2 separate regions of the Anser cygnoides genome follow, and region 1 is linked to region 2. A link is a contact called in public Hi-C data. All regions are on one chromosome and are shown on one strand. Each heading gives the region's core, a stretch centred on a gene start, on an enhancer-like site or on the middle of the called end of the contact. The rest is flanking DNA. Distances are from core to core; before and after follow the strand shown. Region 1 overlaps AUTS2 (activator of transcription and developmental regulator AUTS2). Region 2 overlaps AUTS2 (activator of transcription and developmental regulator AUTS2).

The links. Hi-C and Micro-C count contacts between places; a contact is called where the count stands out from the background.
Region 1: a Hi-C map of fetal liver shows a contact between it and region 2, with 1.6 times the contacts expected there. The contact joins two enhancer-like sites. A contact is called at or near these places in 2 of 7 Hi-C or Micro-C datasets (fetal liver and liver).

Annotation. Positions count from the first base shown.
Region 1 is chr18:3,045,007-3,050,756 of Taihu_goose_T2T_genome, forward strand. All of the region lies in intron 4 of AUTS2 (activator of transcription and developmental regulator AUTS2), which reads right to left. Among named protein-coding and RNA genes, the nearest start is that of GALNT17, 380 kb to the left of the region's middle. Within about 2 kb of position 2,780, at least 2 of the 3 cell types and tissues checked have open chromatin away from gene starts, as enhancers often do. A contact at or near this core is called in fetal liver, where this site is marked.
Region 2 is chr18:2,936,051-2,941,941 of Taihu_goose_T2T_genome, forward strand. The region is part of intron 5 of AUTS2 (activator of transcription and developmental regulator AUTS2); the gene reads right to left. Among named protein-coding and RNA genes, the nearest start is that of GALNT17, 280 kb to the left of the region's middle. Within about 2 kb of position 1,556, at least 1 of the 3 cell types and tissues checked has open chromatin away from gene starts, as enhancers often do. A contact at or near this core is called in fetal liver, where this site is marked.

The DNA.
Region 1 (5,750 bases), core at 1,530-4,029, 110 kb after region 2:
CTTCAGGAGAAGCTTACCTGTGTGGTGACCAGTACTGTGCAAAACCTTTGTTACAAATGATAAACCATGGACCAGGTTGAAAACATATTTTGTTGAACATGTGCCAATGAATGAGTGGATTTGAACTGATTAATATTTTCAGATAGAAAACATGCATAGGTTGATAATATCTGAGGTCAAAACTTTGCAATATCAAAGCATGTTTGCTGATTTTGGCAGAGTTTCTCTTTCAGATTTGGAGCTTGAAGCCTAACACAGGTTGAATGTATACAAAGCAAAAGTGGGAAAAAATAATATTTGCACAGAGCTCTGCAAACTGACCCATACTCAGTTCTAATGAGAACATAATGGTTTATCCAGCTGCAGAAGAACAGAAGCAAGAAGTGTAAGAGAAATTCCTCCACTTTCCTAATTTTAAAGATATGTTTGGATTTTAGCAGAAATGGGAGATTCTTTTTTTTTTTTTTCCCCTGGATGCATGCATGTGTACTTTAAAAACTGCATCACTTGCACTTTAAACTACATTAAAACATGTTTAAGCCAGAATGGAAGATATGCTTCCACTGAGAGCAATGAAAAAAAAAGAAAACCAACCCATATGACTGACTTTATAAATCTTTGGATTATACTGCAGTCTGTGGGGTATCTTCTATCTAAACTACCGTAACCCACAAGGGGATTAGAATGGATAGTCTCTCGTTCACTCGCTCCTCTGAGTCACAGCACTAGCAAATAGACCCACGGTGCAGTGTGGGCAGACAGGAAACCACTAAAGCCAGAGCAGTGATTATGTGCATGCTCTGTGAGACACATCGAGCAGTGAGCCGAAATGTTTGTGTGTGTCAGATCAATCTTTTCACTGACCAGGACAGCTGTACTCACAGGGGGATCACCAATCATCCTGCTAGGAACTGCTTCTGTCCTTCAACAGGCAATTAACGTGAGTCCATTACAGCTCCCTGGAGGCCCCTGGGGGGCTGCAAAAGGCATTGACTGAAAGGTCAGAAACCTCATGAGGACAGGAAAGAAGCTGTGCCTGGCGAAATGGAGTGGAAAGCAGTAGCTATTTGTCACCCGCTAGTAATTCAAAAAAAGAGGGGGGGTGGGGAGAGAAGGGGCTGAAGGGGGTCCAAGCGTTGTGCACAATTGCAAGCACGCGGCAGTAGTAAGAGCATAAACAGAAGCTTCAGGAGACCCTTCTTGGGACGAAGATTTTATCAGATATTGTAGCTGGAGGAAGAGTCAACAAATCCCACTCAACTAATTCTACAAAGGGACTGGAAGTGAAAAAGTACATGGGCTGATTAATAGCCCACTATAGCCCCAAGAAAATCACGGTAAGGAGTCCCTGGGGTCTGAGGTTCACCACTATGAAACAAACATCTCAGAAGAGAACCCACAAGAACTGAAGTGACCAGGGAGCACACAGAGTGGCATTCATAAGAAGCAATCTCCACTAAGAAGCAACTGCTGATGTGTTCAGTGGTAGAAAAGCAACACACACGGTGCTCGGGGGATATGTTAGAGACTGCTGCTCTCTATTTCTATTTCAGACTTCTGGTCAAGACAACCATATTGGTGTGTTCTTGGAGGGCTCATTTAAACGCCTACGCATATCTCACCAAGCATACCACCAACCAACCCGGCAGTTCTACTACGGACATGCAATCAAGTAATGCCAGGTAGGTGGCCAAGAGTCAGCCTATACAGAAGACTTAATTTGCACTAGTTTGCAAGAAGTTAGACTGAGTTAATTCATGATGCTAATCCAGAATAACTTTCACCCACTTCATGAGTGAACTTTCACCCACAGCATTCAGCTGAAGTACTAGCACTGTTTTTCTTTCCGGTGATAAGAATACTTCACAGAGATCTAGCAGTACCTGGGTAATCGATAGAACAAGCTGAAATATTGCAAATGTTAACTCTTCAACAACAACAGAACTTAGACTGTGAATAGCAAGAATTAAATTAGTGAAAAACTTGTAAAATTCTTTGGACATGGTTTTGAATGGTTTGTGTAATTGAAATTTTATTTGATGAACAAAACCTAAACTGCATAAAATGACAGAAAGACATAATCTACAAACTAGGTATTGATATGTCCCATTTTCACAAGACTGCACAGGGACCTTAAACAACATGAGCTCTACTGCTTGCTGGCAGAAACCATGGTAAACTTTGACTCAGTTTGCAAAATCTTCGGTGTACTTTAGATGATGTAAAATTTCCGTATTTTACTTTCATGCAAAATAAATATTGGTGACTGTGCTCTTTGTTTGTAGAGAGATGTAGATAACAAGTTTGGATTATTTATAATGGTATAAGATGTTTGACCTTGCTGAGCACCCATCACTGACTGAGTGACTGAAAAGCCTGGCAGATAATTGAGCATGGGTTTGTTGTATACTGTTGTTTTGTCCCACCTGCAGCTTTACCAGACCTCCCAGCTGTATTTGTCATAGGCAAGGGCAAGAATTTCCACATATATTTCAACATTTGCCTCCTGATTACAGTGTAACAAACTGGACTCACTTAAGTGGCCTATAGCTCCAGCACGGCAGAGGAAGTTCATGGTGTGTTTCTTACCCATTTCCCCAGACAATTCCTTCTAACAAAATTCTGTTATCTTCCAACCATCTCTTCCTACTGTCTCTCTTATTTCCTGGGTTCAGACTTCATTTGTTCACCGCTTTCAAGATCTGATGCAGGAGTACAAGAATACACACACACACCCCCGAACAGTTTCTCCGAGGTAAGTGAACACGCACTGGATTTACGCAAACCGGAACTCCTCTAAGTGGCACAATATTGAAACCTTTCTGCTCTGCTATTAACTGCATTGTTCCCCCTCCCTTACGTTCCCTCTTCCAAAATGCCTCAGACTACAATAAAGGGTCTCAAACGTTTGTTTATTCCTGAGGGCTGCCTGCATGCATTTATTCCACTCAGCACCGCAGGTCATTACCCTTTGTGACACTGACAGTATCAGCAGGTTGATGTTTAATAGAAGCTGCCGATTAGTATCCAAGATACCAGTTAACAAGACAGTTTCTTTTAATGGCTTGTATTGATGAATGAATTAATGAAATTCCACAACGTCTTTATGTGCAGGGAGTACTTGTGTGACACCCTTGGGCAGCACACAAACCAACCCCACTGATGTTTGTGTTTGGGCTGCCAGCAGGCTACAAGGGTGCCCCTCAATCCAGAGAGCGGCGATGGAAACACCTGGGAAGATCCACAGGCGGTGACTTCAGCGCTGCTGTACGCGCCTGCTGTCACCATGTACGGCCCAGCCTGCACGCTTAGGAAAGCTGGAAGAACAAAATTCCAGCAGCTGGTCCAAGTGCCATGCGGGACAGGACCACCCAAAGTACTGGCACTAGGGGAGCTCTCTAACTTGGACTGACACTTTAAATTTTCAGGGGTCAACCCACTTCTTTAAGCATCTAAAGAGATGCATAGTGAGATGAACACACTGAGACAAGTTTGCTCTAACTTTAATTGGAAGACCATTAATATCGAGTGCTCAATTTTATTTGCTATCAAGTAAGGCTTCTGCTTTTTAAGGATACTTGAACTTTTCTAGGAGTGTCAGAACCATCACGCTATTAGAACCTGAAGTAAATACTACCAGTGTTAGCAGTATTGTTGCCTCTTGAAGCCAGATTTGCTAAGTAGGAAACAGATTTGCATAGATATCCACTTTGCATTGAAAACAAAAGGTAAAGGTATACAATTGTGTAGCATCAAGATTTGGGGCACAGTACCAGCTACTGCAGTGCTGACATCACCTCGGGCATGCTGAGACATCTTTCTTAAGGACCAACATTTTGGTTTGCAAAAATTAGCAACTGAATGAAACAACTATCTCCTGGGCAACTGGAGGTGCCACCAGGGAGCCAGACCCCAACCAGCGCTTTCCAGTGACACCTAGAAAACTCAGCTGAGATGCCCCAGGGGTTCAGAGACAGGGCACAGGAGTCAGCTGTCCTAACCTGATTTTGGCTGGGACAGTTGAGGGCCAACACTTCGTGTGTATGCAAGAATCATATGATTTATCTTTCCACCACTACATAAATTCCACTTCCTTTACCAAACATGGAAATTATGACTCCCATCATCCCGCACTCATGGTACGAAGGAGTTCCAAGTTAGAGATCACAGAGCAAGCTCTGAGCAGGACGATCCATCGGGGTGGCATCACGCACTGTCCTGCTGCAACAGGCTTTGGTGCTGGAAGGCACAGGCTGCCCAGTGTGCCGCCCCAGCTAAGGCAGAGCTGCCCCAGCACTGCTTCCAACGCTGAAACCAGCTTGCAGGGGGCACGTGCAGGGCTATTTGCATGGTGTCCCTATGCACCATGCAAGCAAAGCCTACAACAGCAACAACTAAGAGGATGCGCCACGATCACAGGACATACATCCCCAAACTATCAAGCCACTGTCTGCCACTTTCTGTCTTCGAAAAGAGAGAAAACAGTAAAACCTTACTGACTGAAGGCTTTCATTCACTATTTGGGGACAGTTCCTTATGACGCCATCAGACATTTGTGTAATTTATCACAAGTTCATGAGAGCAGTTAACTCCTGAATGGCCATCTAAATTAAGTTAACATAGCTTGCCTAGCTGTGTACAACTGAGGAATTTGAGACTTGACACTTGTAAGCAAGAGAACAGAGTCTGCACTGGTTAAGAAGTGGCAGTTACCTGTGAATGCGAAGGGGGAGGGAAGCAGTATAGTGAAAAAAAAAATATCTTTCTATTTTATTTGAGCCCAAGCATTTTGCTGTCTTTCTTAAGAAGCCAAGTAGCAGTGCAGAACATAATACTCCATGTATCAGCCCTTTAGCAGAAAGATGGAGAATAGATTTGCATTCAGCTAACTGATCAAATGTTAAGAATTTAATTGCCTTAATAGTTTAATTTTATTTTTCTCTAATCTAATTAAAGAGAAGTGTGGGGGGGGAACCAATTGGTGGGGAGGGGAATGTCTTCATGTCTGCAATATAGAAAACCTTCCGTTCCCTACGTTGCTTTAGCACAGTCAGTGCTGGATGTCAACAGATTACTGTTTCCTGCTAATTATCCCACCTTTTTACTGGACTGTTCTTAAAAACTTTCCATAAAGGCTTTGATAGCAGGCATTCATTTCTGCTACAGATAAGGTGCGTTTAGCTTCTTATATGTAGTAATTTAATAGGAACCCAGATCTAATTTAATAGATCCTTTATGTCTCTGTCAAAGACTGTTAACATTGATTGGTGCAATGTCTTATAGAAGTCAGTAAATACATTAATCTCTTGAGAGCTTGCGACAACAATTCTGTTAACAGCATGAACAATACAGATGGACAAACCATTATTGAATAAATGAAGAACTGAACCAAAAACCTGCAGCAAACCAAGTCGGAAAAACGCTGGAAATCAGAGCATCACTGGTATTCGCTGGATCACTGAATACCACTAAATCTGGACCAGGTCTACTGAAGTTTTAGAAGGAACAGGCTGAATTAGTTAATATATGCTAACCCATTTTATTAAAGTTCAATTTAAAAGCAGGACAAGTTTTTAACTCAGCCAGGTAGCATATGCTAAACACAATACTTTTTTCTAGACATAATATCCAAAGAGTGCTATCATTACTTGCTAGCACTGTATCTGTAAGTCCAACCATAGGGAAAGATTCAGGAGTTTACATAACCAAACCTCCAACCCTTTGGGGACTTGCCAACCACAAATGGGAAA
Region 2 (5,891 bases), core at 306-2,805:
TAACAACAAGGGGCCTGGAGTGACATTCGTAAAATGCAGAACTAAAAGGAAAGAGAAAAATTCTAACAAACACATATGTGAGCAAGACACCAGTAAATAGGATGCTTGCATGCTGTTGTGTAGTCTGCAACAATGACAAACTAATTTTTATTTGGTGTAAATCAATACAGTATCATTATGCTCATTAAGATTTTGCAGATTTACACTGAATGAAGATCCGTATGGGATTTTCTCAGTTTCAACTTGCTAAGAGAGAGAGAGAAATAGTTGGTCACATATCGACAACACAGCAGTTCTACCTCATTGGTGGCTGCAAGCCTATTCCACGGGACAGGAAAGAAAGAAAGCAGAAAACACGAAAAGATGAAGTCATGAAGGGGGGAAAAACCTGAGTGAAAGAATGACCTGCAGTGTCTGAGAGCTTCTCCCATACGCAGAATCCTCCTCAGAACTACCATGAGATGGCCCTTTTGTCTGGCGGTTCTAGCTGAATGGATCCCCACAGTGACAAGAAGTTGCATACACAAATGTTATTTCCTTCAAATCTTTGAAATTATAAAGGAATGAATATACCCACAGAATAGATATTTACAAGTTATTTTATTATGAGGTCAAATACTGCTGGCTACACCTAACTTTCAGGCTTCCATGTACATATTTCAATCAAACAACTATTTTCCATTTTATCATTTTTTAAAATATTCACCAGATGTCACAGGCTCACGGTGTTAGGCACTGTGTAGCTGAAGCACTGAAGAAGTTTTAGGCACTGAATAGTTTCTAGATAAGGGCCTCAATATCATGGCCTGTATGAAGCCTACATGCCCATATCCCAGTCCACCAGGCTCAAGTCTAGCTTTGCCTTGCAGAATCTGGGCTGCCTGTAACAAGGAAAAAAGCCCGGGAGTGACATGGGGACAACAAGGAAGAACTGACAATAGTTCAGGTAAAGCACACAGAGGGAACAAGTTCCTATTATTGCTACCTAAAGGCTCTATCTTTGTGGTCTTATTCAAGTACAACGTCCCACTGATTTAAAGCAGAATGCATTTGTAAAGAAAGCAATTTCTTTTTCTTTGGTCTTCAAAACCAGATTACATTACTTGTCTTATTGCAGCTTGCATAAGGCCAGCAAAAAACCATGAAGCTGGTGTACATTCCACATTGTGTGCTCTGGCTAATACAAAAGCATGTGATTTTGTGTCCACAGATCTGGTCTGAATTATTGCAGAACAACATTCCTCATTTATGAGCGCAGTCAAAACATTAAGGAGATTTAAATTCTCTTTTTAAGATGCACTCAATTTTAGTAGAACCCTTTTTGGAATGATATTTTGAAGACTATTAGCAACAGAATAAAATTATCTAGAACACATCTGTATTAAGATTGAACGTAAATAGATTTTTAGATAAGATATATTAATGACATGTAGTTATATGGCAGCTCAAAGAGCTTCACAAATATTGATGAATTAAAGCCGCATGACAGGCTTGCAAGCAGGACAATGTTAACATACCCTATTTACAGATGGAACTGTAAACTCTGTCAAGAGATATCCAGAGATTAAATGATTTGCTTAGGGTCAGAAAGTCACGAATAGCACTCTGGAGTCACATGCTGCTACTCTGGTCAAAACACGCTATTCATGTTATGAGTGATCAGCCACAAATGCAAACATTCATAAACCCTGACTTTATTCTATGAGATAACCATGGTATTTACTGGCTACAAGAACAGAAGTTCTGGTCTTATTTTTCCTCATTAAATCCTATTTAGTCTGCAAACAAGAATAAGGAATAAATAAACATAATAAACAAACAAATAAATAAATAAATACAGCCACTGAATGGCAGTTTGCTTTATTTATAATCCCTGTGCCAGAAACAATGGCAATCTATTATCTGTCCCTCAATACAATAAATGAATGCAAACTGAGAATGTCTATGGCTTATCATAGATAACGGTTTGTACCTTTAGTGTCTTAAAGCAAGGCAACTTCATGCCATAAACAATTCCTTGTCTAGCAATAATGTTACATTACATGTTTTCAGGGGGAAAATGGAGGAGATGGGGAAGAAAAAAAATCTTACGCCATTTGACTAAAAATGTAAAAGTTATTCTAATGTATCCATCAGATGTATTGTGATGTACGGTGAGTTTGTGGGATTTTGGAATTTCTCTCTCAACGGCTCACAAACAACAACAAACAAAACCGTATTATTGGATCGGATATAGGGCATTTCCACCACATCTGTGCTTCCATACTGGGTGTTTCTTACCCCAGACTCCATCAACTACTTCTACTTTGCATGTGTTTTGGTTGTCTGTGCACATCCACATGTATTTCTAGATGGTGTTAATTATTTGTGAAGTCTTAATGGCCAAGGGCCTTTTCCTGAGAAGAACATGACTGCCACCCTCCCCAAAACACTGCCAAGCCAAAGTGCTCGCACCACTCTCCCCCATTGTATGCCTCATAAAGGCAAAGGACGTTAAAAGAGAGGGAAAGGAAGTCTAAGCTTGGCACAAGGTGCTGAAGAGCCTTTCAAAACTTACGTAAAAGCAAACTTAATGACTGCCGTGAATCCTGGCCTGGTATAAGCTGAAACCACAAGAGGAAGCCAAACCTCTGGGCCATCTGTACAAATAGCTATTCAATGCCATCTTTACTATTCAGAGAGCCCGCATGAAACTCAAGGCAGTGCATGCGCTGCTGATTGGCAGTAACTTAACAGATCGAGCACAAAAAAAAAAAAACACACAAAGGCTATCCCTGACAAAACACTTTTTAAAGGAGAGACCAAGTGAGATGTATTTGCGTGATGTCTCCTGCAGACTGCCAAATTCAAACCAATGCAATGCAAGTCTCCATACGGTTTGGTCACATTGCAGAATCAGATTCTAAGATCCCGGGAGAGAGAGGTACTCCATGACCTCCGCTGATCTGTTTGGGCACAGTTACGCTTGAATCTCTCTCTAACTTTGTGTGGTGCAGGGGCAACGCTGCTGCCACAGAGGCACCGCAGGACTCGCACTGCGTGGCAGCAGCCATCAAAACTCTCTCTCAGGGCACAGCTTTGTGAGGAATCCCTTCATCTGTCACACCAGTGGTGTCTAACCGCTCTGCGTTAAACAAATGGGCTTGATTGCAAACCCGGCTGTACTTTTTGATAGAAGCTGCAGTTTTAATTCGCTGCTTGCTTTTTTAGTGTATGTGGGATTTTCTTTTCTCCTTTTTTAACTTAGCAAATGCCATGGTGCACTCTCATTTTCAATTTTAATGGCTAAAGATATGCACGCAAAAAGCATCCTAATTACTGCTTTCCTGGCAGACACAGCCATTTCCTTGGGTTTTTATTGCCATTAGTTTTCCTCACCGATTTATCCTTAGCTACTCTCTTTGCATCTTCCTCGCCTCCCCTGAGCCCTTTCCTCCTCGCTTCTCAAGACTTGTCAGCACGCCTCCAATCCCCAGGAGAGATTGAAGGCCTTGTAAAACCCACTGCGCAAACAAGCATTCCTGTTCATTTATCACATTTAGCATGCGCACTTCCACACTCATCAAAACCAAGCCTGAGCTCGCTAAGTCATTTCCCTCTCCCAATTACAAATTAGTCCATTAGGCTGTCTGCAGTAGGCCCTCTGTTGCATCTTGGTAATGGCTTCTGAGATTTCCATCATAATCGTAATGGCTCCCTGTGCAGCCATGAGGGCAGATGGAGGCCGCTCGTGGGTAATGAGGTATCACACTACCAAAGGGCACAGCTCTGGGCTCATTATTTAGTCTTGGCTGTTTTGTGAAAACAACAACAAAGGTAAAATGCTGAAGGGAACACTTTAGCATATTAAATTAACACTTCTTGAAATTTCTCTCTGTAAACATGCCATATTTTTTCTTTATGAAACATCCCATGTGTCTGAGTGTGCGACGTGAGGGAAGAGGGAGGAGGGGAAGGGGCTGTGGAGACGGTGGCGCTGCCACATCCTCCCCACACACAGAAAGCCTCTCCCCGAGGGTGCTGCGGGCACCCAGCTGGGGAACACCACCATAGCCCTAGGGGCCTTGGCTGGCCACAGGGCTGACAGAGGCCTCGACTTGGTTGGCCCTTCCCTACGATCCATCCTGTGGGCTCGAATGGGAGCTGCTTCCACCGAGCTGTCTCTGAAGGACACCTCCGAGGGATGCACCCACCAGGGATGTACCTGCGGTGGACAGCCTGGGTCCAGCTGCTCGTTCTGGGCACTTGGCAATTTGGCTGTTCCGTTCACAAGAACGAGCCAAGGGTGGACAGCACGTCCAAAGGTGTGATCACCCCGATGAGGACGGTGCTTTAACAAAACCTGAGACTGAAACCCTGTGAGACAGTGCCCACTTACCTCAGGTATGGTGCTCGCAGCCCAAGGGCCGGAGGTGGCAGAGCCCCCTGGGCCTAGTCGCCACCACAGCAGTGAGGGAGTGGGTCCTGGCACCTGAGCCACTGATCGCAGGGACAGGAACCACGCTTAAGACAAGCAGGCTAAAATCAATATCAATTAGACACTCTTTGAACATTGCTCCTCTCTTTAGATTTTGTGTATTGGACGTGAACTGTTGCTAATTTGCCTTTGTTCCCAGCGGTGCAATAGCATTCAAGATATCAGATCCTGCTGCACACTGGAAGAAGGGACAGTCAGAACCAAGGCTCTCCCTTCTCTCTGGAGCTGAGCTTAATTTGTTTTCCTCATAGTTTTTTTTCACCCCCTTGAGATCACGAGACTACGAACAGGGCAGTGGTAACACCAGAGGCAGTGCCACCATGCAGGTGGGAGAAGCAACGGGGGACGCGTGTGGGCTGGGGACGGGAAGTTTCCATCCCATTCCCTCACACAACTTTAAACACAACCAGAAGAGTAAGCCTGCATGAGAACAGAAGTGAAATACGCGTCTTTATGGAATTTACCCAAATGTCAGGCAACACACATGCAGAAGAGAGGCAGGTCAGTCAGCGAAGGGAGGGATTTCAAGCACCTCGCTTCTGCTGCAGGGCGCGGGGAGATGTGGGAGATGATGTCCCCCAGCACCTCCCGCACCCCGCTGCCATGTCGTGGCGGAGCCAGCCGCGCCGAGACACGTCTCTAGATGGTAGATAGCGAGCCAATATTGAAAAACATATTCCACATCCGAAACGCTGCTCGTATGGGGGAAAGAAAGACAGTCAGACGAGTGATTCTTTGAGATAAGAGGAGTGCAAATACAAAGTTAGCAGGTGGATTGCTATCCAACTCTGCTTTGGTGAGCAGTAAAACACAAATTTATGAGCTGGGTTTTGTTAAAGTCGGATATGGATTTTTGAAAATGAAAAGGATGGATGGGGGGACGGCAGTGAGACATTTAATCAATGTCATAAAAATGTAACATTCATTGGTCTCCTAAAATGAAATTAATAATCTGTGTAGAAGTATCATTAGAAGATAAGTGACGTTTTTAGGCTTTGATTTGTAACTTGTAACAAATCTTACTTCCACATATTTCAAACACTTAGTGATATCCATCTTTATTAAAACATACCAAAACCTTTTCACCTCAGCTGGAGTGGCCCATCAAGCATTTTTTTCCCCAGCATAATATCCTTAAGTAAAAAGATACATTATCAGGCACAGACTTCCAAGTAATGAAAGCAGGAAGAGACATGCTCCGTACCGTATTCAAATTAAATCAGGGATTTCAATACTCCTTGATTATCAGGGAGTCTTGTCTTTCACTAATAAATTTCCCCTTCATCTCAGGCACAGGCTTTCTAAGCTCTCTCTGAACTGATCAGACATTTCATTGTATGCAGAAGGGTGAAAATAAGGTGTGTGCATGCAGGGAGGAGGAGTGTTGGGTGGAGGGACAATAAAAAATTAGGCA